Regions from separate parts of the Anser cygnoides genome. Here region 1 is linked to region 2. The links are chromatin contacts, called in public Hi-C maps. All regions are on one chromosome and are shown on one strand. The core of a region is the stretch at or near the end of the contact, and the rest is flanking DNA. Distances in the headings are between cores, read along the strand shown. Region 1 holds the start of NR0B2 (nuclear receptor subfamily 0 group B member 2). Region 2 holds the start of ID3 (inhibitor of DNA binding 3).

Region 1 (3,957 bases), core at 933-3,432, 500 kb before region 2:
CGTACTCTGAGAGACTCCAAGCCAAGAAATATGTTTTTAGATGCTAACACGTGCAGGGCTTTCTCTTGCTACCAGCAGGCAGGGCTCAGAGGGTTGAGCACTCACCGGGATTAAAGAGAATGGCTCCCTTCAGGTAGGCATATTCCTTGGGGCTCAGGTCCAGGCTCCAGAAGGTGTTTAGGCAGCACTGCAGCCGCTGCACGGCAGCCAGCGTGGGCTGCGTCCGCTCGGGCTCCTGCCGTTTGCTTTGGCCATCGAGGAGGATCTTCTTGAGCATGCTGGGGGCCGGGGTCTCCATCACCTCAAACGTCACCATGTCCTGCGCCAGCCCCAGGAGGAAGAGGGGGACCCAGCAGCTGTCCAGCAGCAGGAGCTGGTCCCCTCGTGGCAGCAGGTGGAAGGAAGGGAGGTTTTTCATGAAGCTGACGGTTTTCACCAGCACATCGGAGGCAGCCTGGCAGGTGACGTGGGGTGTGCGCAGGCAGACTGTCCGGCGCTGGTGGCACAGGCAGCGCTGGTGGGCCGGGCTGCAGCTGCCCCGGCTGTGGTTCAGGTTCTGGCTGAGGAGGTTGTAAAGGATGGCGGTGCGGTTGTCCTCCTGCTGGCACTGACACCTCTCGCAGTCCACGTCCATGCTGCTGGTCGTCATAGCTGAGCTGGAAGCCCGGATCCTCTGTGAAACTCAGCTCCTGCTGCAGCAGATGTGAGAGACCCGTAAACTTCCTCCCTGCCTCAGCCTGGAAACACCCTGTCCTCCCCGCTCTGCCAGCACATGGCTGCTCAAACCAGCTCTTATAAGGCTCGGTCACAAGTGAAACACCCCTTCCCAGCCTTGACCGCTCTGTGATTAAGCGGTCCTCATTAAAAAAAAAAAAAAGCAGCCGTCCCCTGGATGATTGGCTGGGGCCAGCAAGTTCTCGGCGTGGCGTCAATGGCCGTTTTCTCAATGAAGCGCCAGCAGCTGCCGCGGGGGGACGGGGCAGCGCGGGTTGGGCGGCCTTATCGCGATTACCCAAACAGTATAAACAAAGTCATTAACCCGGGCTGTACCATGGCACCAAGGCCCCGCGCTGCAATCAGGCAGCGCTATATGGCAGGTGTCACTGCCAAGGAGTTCACACACACACACACACGGCACCCGTCTGGAGCGAGGGCCCTGTGGCAAATGGCCTGTGCGCTCCGGCCTTGGAAAGAGCAACCTGGAAGTCGTTTTATCAGCAGATATTTGCCTAACCTTGTTGACAGGAGCCTCGCTGCTGTTACAGTTAAGGAAGCGGGTGAACTGAACGACTCATCCTGAGGCAGGGCCCCATGTGTCACAGGGGAAATGCTGGGCAGGGGTGGGCCGGGTTTATAGATTTTCACCTTGAATTGCTCAGGTATTTGTATCTGCTGATCTGCTGATCTGTATCTGTTGGTTTAGGGAAGGGGCAGCATCCGAGTGATGATTTCAGGGGGCCTGCTGGGGAATCCCGTGGGCAGCAGGAGCCTGTGGGCAAGGCAGGGCCCCACGTGTCACAGGGGAAATACTGGGCAGGGGAGGGCCAGGCTTATAGATTTCCACCTTGAATTCTCAGCTATCACAGAATCACGGAACGTTAGGGATTGGAAGGGACCTTGAAAGACCAGCTAGTCCAAGCCCCCTGCCGGAGCAGGAACACCTAGATCAGGGCACACAGGAACGCATCCAGGCGGGTTTGGAATGTCTCTGGAGAAGGAGGCTCCGCAACCCCCCGGGAGCCTGTTCCAGTGTTCTGGCACCCTCACCGTGAAAAAACTTCATCTCATATTTAAGCGGAACCTCCTACATTCCGGCTTGCACCCACCGCCCCTTGTCTTATCATCGGATGTCAATTATTAGGTGTCCAGATGCATTTGTACGCGTTATCAGCACAAGTTGGTTTAGGGAAGGGGCAGCATCCAAACACTGATTTCGGGGGGCCTGCTGAGGAATCCCCCGGGCGGCAGGAGCCTGTGAGCGGCACAGCTCGCCCTGACGGGGACAACCCCCCCCGAGCACACCCAGCCCTGGGGGGTGCAGACGCGGGGGGATCACACAGGGGGGAGACCTGCAGCGGCCTGCGGGGCCTGCTGGACCCGTCCCTACGCAGGCTGCAGGCCCCTGCCCCGCTCGGGGCCTGGGTGAGCGGCCCCAGGAGCCGTGTGGGGAAGGGGGCGGTGGTGGCGGCTCGGTGCCCACCGGGGCTGGGAGGGGGGGGGGGGGATCAGGGCCTGGCCCTCCAGGGCCTCCCCAGGCCCCGCGGAGCCTTCTGGAAAGGCCTAGGCCTCTCCGTTGCTATGGCAACCGCGCCCCGCTCCTCTCCTCCCGCCTCCCGCGCCCCTCCGCGACCAATCCGCGAAGGGAGCGGCTGGGCCGCGCGCTGCGATTGGCGGAAGGGAGAGGCGAGCGCCGCGCGAGCTTCCGCTCCCTCACCTTCCGGTTCCGGCAAGCGGCGGCGTGAGGGGGCCGAGGCGGCGGCGGCAGCGGGGTCAGGGTCAGGATGGGGCTGAGCGCGGAGGAGGCGGCGGAGCAGGAGGATCGCTTCGACGGCATGCTCCTGGCCATGGCCCAGCAGCACCAGGGCGGCGTGCGCGAGGTAGCGCCGCCGGGCCCGGCGGAGGCTTCGCCGAGCTCCTCCGGGGGTAACGGGGGAGGGGCAGGCGGCGGCCCTCGGACGAGGCCCCGGGGGGCCCCACGCAGCCCCCCCGGGTTCCCTCCCCGCCGCCACGGAGCGAGGGGCCCCCGTGTGCGGCCTCCCCACGCCGGGGGCTCTCGGCCTCGGCAGCGCCACGCGTGGGGCCCGGGGCTGCTGCGGCTGCGGAGCGGGAGAGGCACGGGAGGCTGGAGCCGCCCTGGCCCAGTTTTGCGGTCCCTCGAGCCCCCAGCGGGTTGTGGCCGCCGCCAGGTGCCGTTAAACGCGGCCGCGGCTCCTCCCCTCCTCGTGGGGCGCTGCGCGGGCCTCCCGCTCCTCCAGGTAGTGGCTCCTGGTGGGAAGCTGGTCCGCAGGGAGGGGTGTGTGGGAACAACCCCTGCACCCACACGTGGGGAAATGGTGTTAAACACAGCTCCTCCTGCTGCCGTGGGGCTTCAGGTTGAAATACTGACGAGACATAACTCCTGGGGGGGTGGGGGTGGAAATCAAACCCACTGAGAGTCAAACCCATTTCCATGGAGGTATTTTGGGGTGGCAGTTCATAACTGCCAGTTCACCAGCAGCATCTGGCAGGCAGCAAGACAGTCAGAAATAAAAAGAAGTTTAAACTTTTGTAAATAAACGGGACGCAGCTTGGGGGCGGCTTGCAGGCTTTGAGGGCATAGGCGTACAGAATATGTGAGCATCTGTATACATTCGTGTGTGTGTGTATCTAAAAGTACGTATGCATTGCCAAAGTTTCTGCATCAGAGAGATCTGAGTGACAGTTTGGGATGGCAAAGTAGGTGCGTCCCCAAGGTGACCTGAGAATAAACTGGTTGCCCTCTCTTAACATGAAACACACACATGCCTCTGAAAAATGGGATCCAGGAGCTGGATCTCCTTATAAGCCCTTGGCTGTTTTCTCTGGGAAAGTCACAGGGTTTCAGTACGGTGCTGATGCAGACACAGATGGGAAGGGCGCAATAAAGGCTACTCTAGAGACACAAGGTACCTTGGAGTGATCTGGTCTCACTGCTCTTTTTTTCTCTCTTCACCCCTTCTCTTCCCCCCTTTCTCTGTTTCCTCTCTACCAGCTTGTGAACACGTTCTTTAGTTTCCTGAGGCGTAAAACAGATTTCTTCACTGGTGGAGAAGATGGCGTAGCAGAGAAGGTAAAAAAAAAAAAAAATCCACGCTTTTTTTGTCTTATTTATGTGCCGTGTCTATGTCATGCTAAGACTTCCCTTTCTGAAGGCCCCAAAGCCCTTTAATGCACTGGGGGACGAGCGGGCTGTGCTGCTGATGAAACACACCACAAAAC
Region 2 (3,888 bases), core at 839-3,338:
CCTCCCATACCTGAGCTGACATTTCAAAGCTATTAAACAATTAATGAGATTCCTCCCGTAACCCTAGAAGTTACCATCGCAGCTCGGCGGCAGCGAGGTTCCCCCCCCCCCCAAAATGGAAGCATTCAGAACGAGGCGAGCTTTATTACGTAAAAACGGTAACTTTTATAAAAAGTTTATAAAGCAAGTACAAGGCATGTTCGCAGAAATTTCACCTTCCTGCACAAAAGGTACAAACGTTATACTCTAGTATAGAGCTCCACAATACACGAGGCCGTGGCCCCAGAGTTTGGTTCGTATTCGAGGACCCCCCCCCACCTTCCCCAAACCCCCCCCCCCCTCTATCCCCCTATTAAAACGCCTTTAAACAGGGCTCGATCGCTATAATCCAAAAATATACAGACAACCACCGCGTCTTCACCAGTCTATCGGTACAAAGTGTCTCGTTTACAAAAGCGGGCTGAAAAAGTCCTAAAGAAGCCGGGATTTTGGGAACGCCGCTCGAAAACTCGCCGAGGAGGCAGCTCCTGGTCGCGGGGGGCGGGGGGGGGGGGGGGGACAGATGGGGGGGGCAGCAGCCGCCTCTCCCCTCGCCTGGGGTCTTTTTTTTTTTTGGGGGGGGGGCGATGCACCTGGGGTCTTTTTTAATTTCTTTTTTTTTTTTTCTCCGGGCGATGGATGGAGGAGCCCAAGGGTGCTTGGGTGCAGCCGGGTGGCCCCCCCGTGGTGGCCTGGGGGGGGCTCCGGGGGGGGCCGCGGCAGGTCGCAGACAGCCTGGCGCCGCGCAGGAAGCTGCTATTTACCTCCGGCCGATAACGAATCAGGAACCGACACTCGCTGCGTGTTTGCTAATTGGCACTGGGGGGGGGGAAGAAAGGAAGAAGAGTTAAAAATAAAAATAAAATATAAAATCGGTTTTTGGGGGGGGGGGGGAGGGATGAGGGGCGCGGGGTCAGCGCCACGCGGGGGGGGGAGTAGGGGTTGGATGGGGGGGGGAAGGCGGCGTGGGGCGGGTTTGGGGGATTTGGGGGACGGAGGGGGGATGCTTGGGGGGGGGTTTCGGGGGGCTGCCGGGGCGGGAGCGGACACTCACCTGCTGGAGGCGGCGTTAGTGGCACAGAGCGCTCTCGTCTTTGGAGCAGAGCTCGGAGGCCAGCTCGGCCGCCTGCGGAGAGCGGGGACAAGGGGGGGTCAGGGCCACCGCGGCAGCAGGATGCGTCCCCCCAAAATCCACCCCATCCTCCCTTTAGGACCACCACCTCCCGACCCGTGTAGGACCACCGCCACCCCCCCGACCCTTATTGGGACCACCACCACCACCCCAACGGGACCACCACCACCCCCCCAATGGGACCACCACCACCACCCCAACGGGACCACCACCACCACCCCAACGGGACCACCACCACCACCCCAACGGGACCACCACCACCACCCCAACGGGACCACCACCACCCCAATCACGCCCCCGGCCCCGCGGAGCCCCCGTACCTTGAGGGACAGCAGGGTGGCCTCCGAGGACGGGTCGCGCCCCTTGGCCTCCTCCTCCAGCACGATCTGCAGGTCGAAGATGTAGTCGATGACGTGCTGGAGGATCTCCACCTGGCTCACCTTGGTGCCCTGCGGGATGCCCGGCACCAGCTCGCGCAGCTTGGAGTAGCAGTCGTTCATGTCGTACAGGAGGCTCATGGGTTCCTCCAGCGCCGGGCTCTTGTTGCTGCTGCCGCGGGCGATGGCCAGGCTCTGCTCCGAGAGGCAGCACACGGCCTCGTAGCAGCTCCTCACGGACCTCACCGGGCTGATGGCTTTCATGCTGGGGCTGGGGATGGGGCTGGGGCTTGGGGGGGGGGGGGGAGGTGAGGGTTTTTGGGTTTTTTTTGGTTGTTTTGAGGTTTTTTGGGGGGACGGGAGGCGGCGGGTGTCGAGGCTCTGCTGGGACCTGAGGTGCTGAGGCTGGGGCCTCCGAGCCCTGCGGCCTCCAAGCTCCGGGAGCTTCCCCCTCCGGGACCTTCCCCCTCCGGGACCTCCTCTCCGCTCCCCGGGCCCCCGCTCCCCTCGGACCTCGCTGGCGCACTGGGGCTGGGGCAGCCCCGCACCGCCCCCTTTATAGGGCGCCCCTCGCGGGCCCGCCCCCCGCATGCAAATCGGCCCCGGCTCCCCCCCCAAATTATGCAAACGAACCCGCGGACCCCTCCCGCGCATGCAAACGAGCCCCAAAGGACCGCGCTCCCACCCCAAAACCCCCCCCCCCACGAGTGACCCTTGGTGGCCAGGGTGGCCCCCGTCCCCCTGCGTCCCCCCCCCCCCACCCCCCCACTGCCACCCCACAGCATCACCCCAAGGCAAAACCCCAAAACCCCTCCATTTGGGGGGGGGGGTGTCTCCCCCCAGCCCCACGTGCACCCCCCTGCAGCCCCCTACCCCTTTGCCCCCCCCCCCCCCCCCCCCAGATTTGGGGTGGGTGATATTTTCCCCCCCCCCCCTTTTTTTGCTTTTTGCCGGGCGATCCCGTAGGAAATTAGTGCCGCCCTGTTCCTCAATTCGCTTCTCATATGACCTCCAGACTTTCTGGCGTCGGGAATTATCTTGTGACCAGCAGAAAAAAATTAATTGCGGTAAAGCTGAGGTTACGATGGAGAAACCAGATTTAGGTCAGCCGCCGCGCTCCTGCGAGCGGCCGGGAGAGGGGTTTTTTTTTTTTTTTCGGAGGGGGGAGCGGAGATTTATAGGCACGGGCTGGGGGGGTTATTCCAGCACGGCCCCCACCCCACACACACCCAACCCCAAAACGCCGCCGGCTCAAAAAGCCCCAAGCCGTGGGGACAGCGGGGTGGCCGGGCCCCGTGGGGGTCACCGCAGCGGGTGGCGGTGGCACACGGAGGGTCCGGGGGGGTGGGGGGGGTGGCCAAGGGCCCGCGACCCCCCAGATGGTGAAAGCAAGGGGCGATGCCCCCCCCCCCCCCCCCAAAAAAAAAAAAATCCTCGCTGGGGTGTTTTGGGGGAATTTCCATCGGTTTCGGTTGCAGGGGGAGCCCGGGGAGGGGACGTCGCGTTGGGGGGACACCCGGGACCCCGCTTGCCTGGGGCTCCCAGCTCGTGGGGAGGGGGCGAGGGGGGGGGGGACAGAGGCACCTGGAGCAAATTACGCCTGCCCACAGCAGCAATTTATTCCAGATCTGCCCAAATCCCAGCTCGGTGGCGCTGGGTTTTGTTTCCCCCGTTCGGACCCCCCCGGGGGCTGCACAGCGGGGTGAGGGGGGGGGGGGCAGAAGCCCCCTGCTTCTCCCCCCCAGCCCCTCGGAGACCCCCAAAACCCTCAAAGCAGCAGCCAGCCTTTTTTTTTTTTTTTTTTTTGCGATTTAAAAACTTTTTTCTTACCCCCCCCCCTTCACCCCCTCCCCATAAATTTCCTGGGAAATCAGCTCCGGGCGTGGAGCGGGCACGGGGGGAGCCCAAACCCTCCTCGGTCTGCTCGGGGGCAAGCAGCGAGGAGAAGTGGGGCACCCCCCAAAAGTAAGATTAAATAGGGTAAAAAAAATAAGACTGAATAGGGTAAAATAAAATACGATAAAATAAAATAAGATAAAATCAAAAGGATAAGATAAAATAATATGAAATGAAATGAAATAATGAAATGAAATGAAATGAAATGAAATAATGAAATGAAATGAAATGAAATGCAGTAAAATGAAAAAAAAGAAAAAAATAAAATGAAAAAAAAAGAAAAAAATAAAATGAAAAAAAATGCAAAAAATGCAAAAAACAAAACGAAAAAAATAAAGTAAACTAAAATAAAATAAAACGGACTAAAATACGGAAAACCACCCTGAAACCAGCTCTCGGAAGCCCCAGCCCGCTTCCCAAGCCCCGCGCGCGCGGGCGGCCGAG

What was found. A called contact is a pair of places that touch in the nucleus more often than the background predicts.
Region 1: a Hi-C map of liver shows a contact between it and region 2, with 1.9 times the contacts expected there. The contact joins the promoter of NR0B2 here to the promoter of ID3 in region 2. A contact is called at or near these places in 2 of 7 Hi-C or Micro-C datasets (both in liver).

The regions. Positions count from the first base shown.
Region 1 is chr24:3,714,588-3,718,544 of Taihu_goose_T2T_genome, reverse strand. NR0B2 (nuclear receptor subfamily 0 group B member 2) reads right to left here and starts at 2,182. Exons shown (of 2, transcript XM_013199600.3): 1 at 106-2,182. The coding sequence starts at 649. NUDC (nuclear distribution C, dynein complex regulator) reads left to right here and starts at 2,408. Exons shown (of 9, transcript XM_048073198.2): 1 at 2,408-2,597; 2 at 3,731-3,808. The coding sequence starts at 2,502.
Region 2 is chr24:3,218,644-3,222,531 of Taihu_goose_T2T_genome, reverse strand. ID3 (inhibitor of DNA binding 3) reads right to left here and starts at 2,088. Exons shown (of 3, transcript XM_066982571.1): 1 at 1,492-2,088; 2 at 1,094-1,165; 3 at 142-858. The coding sequence starts at 1,812. The coding sequence ends at 1,109.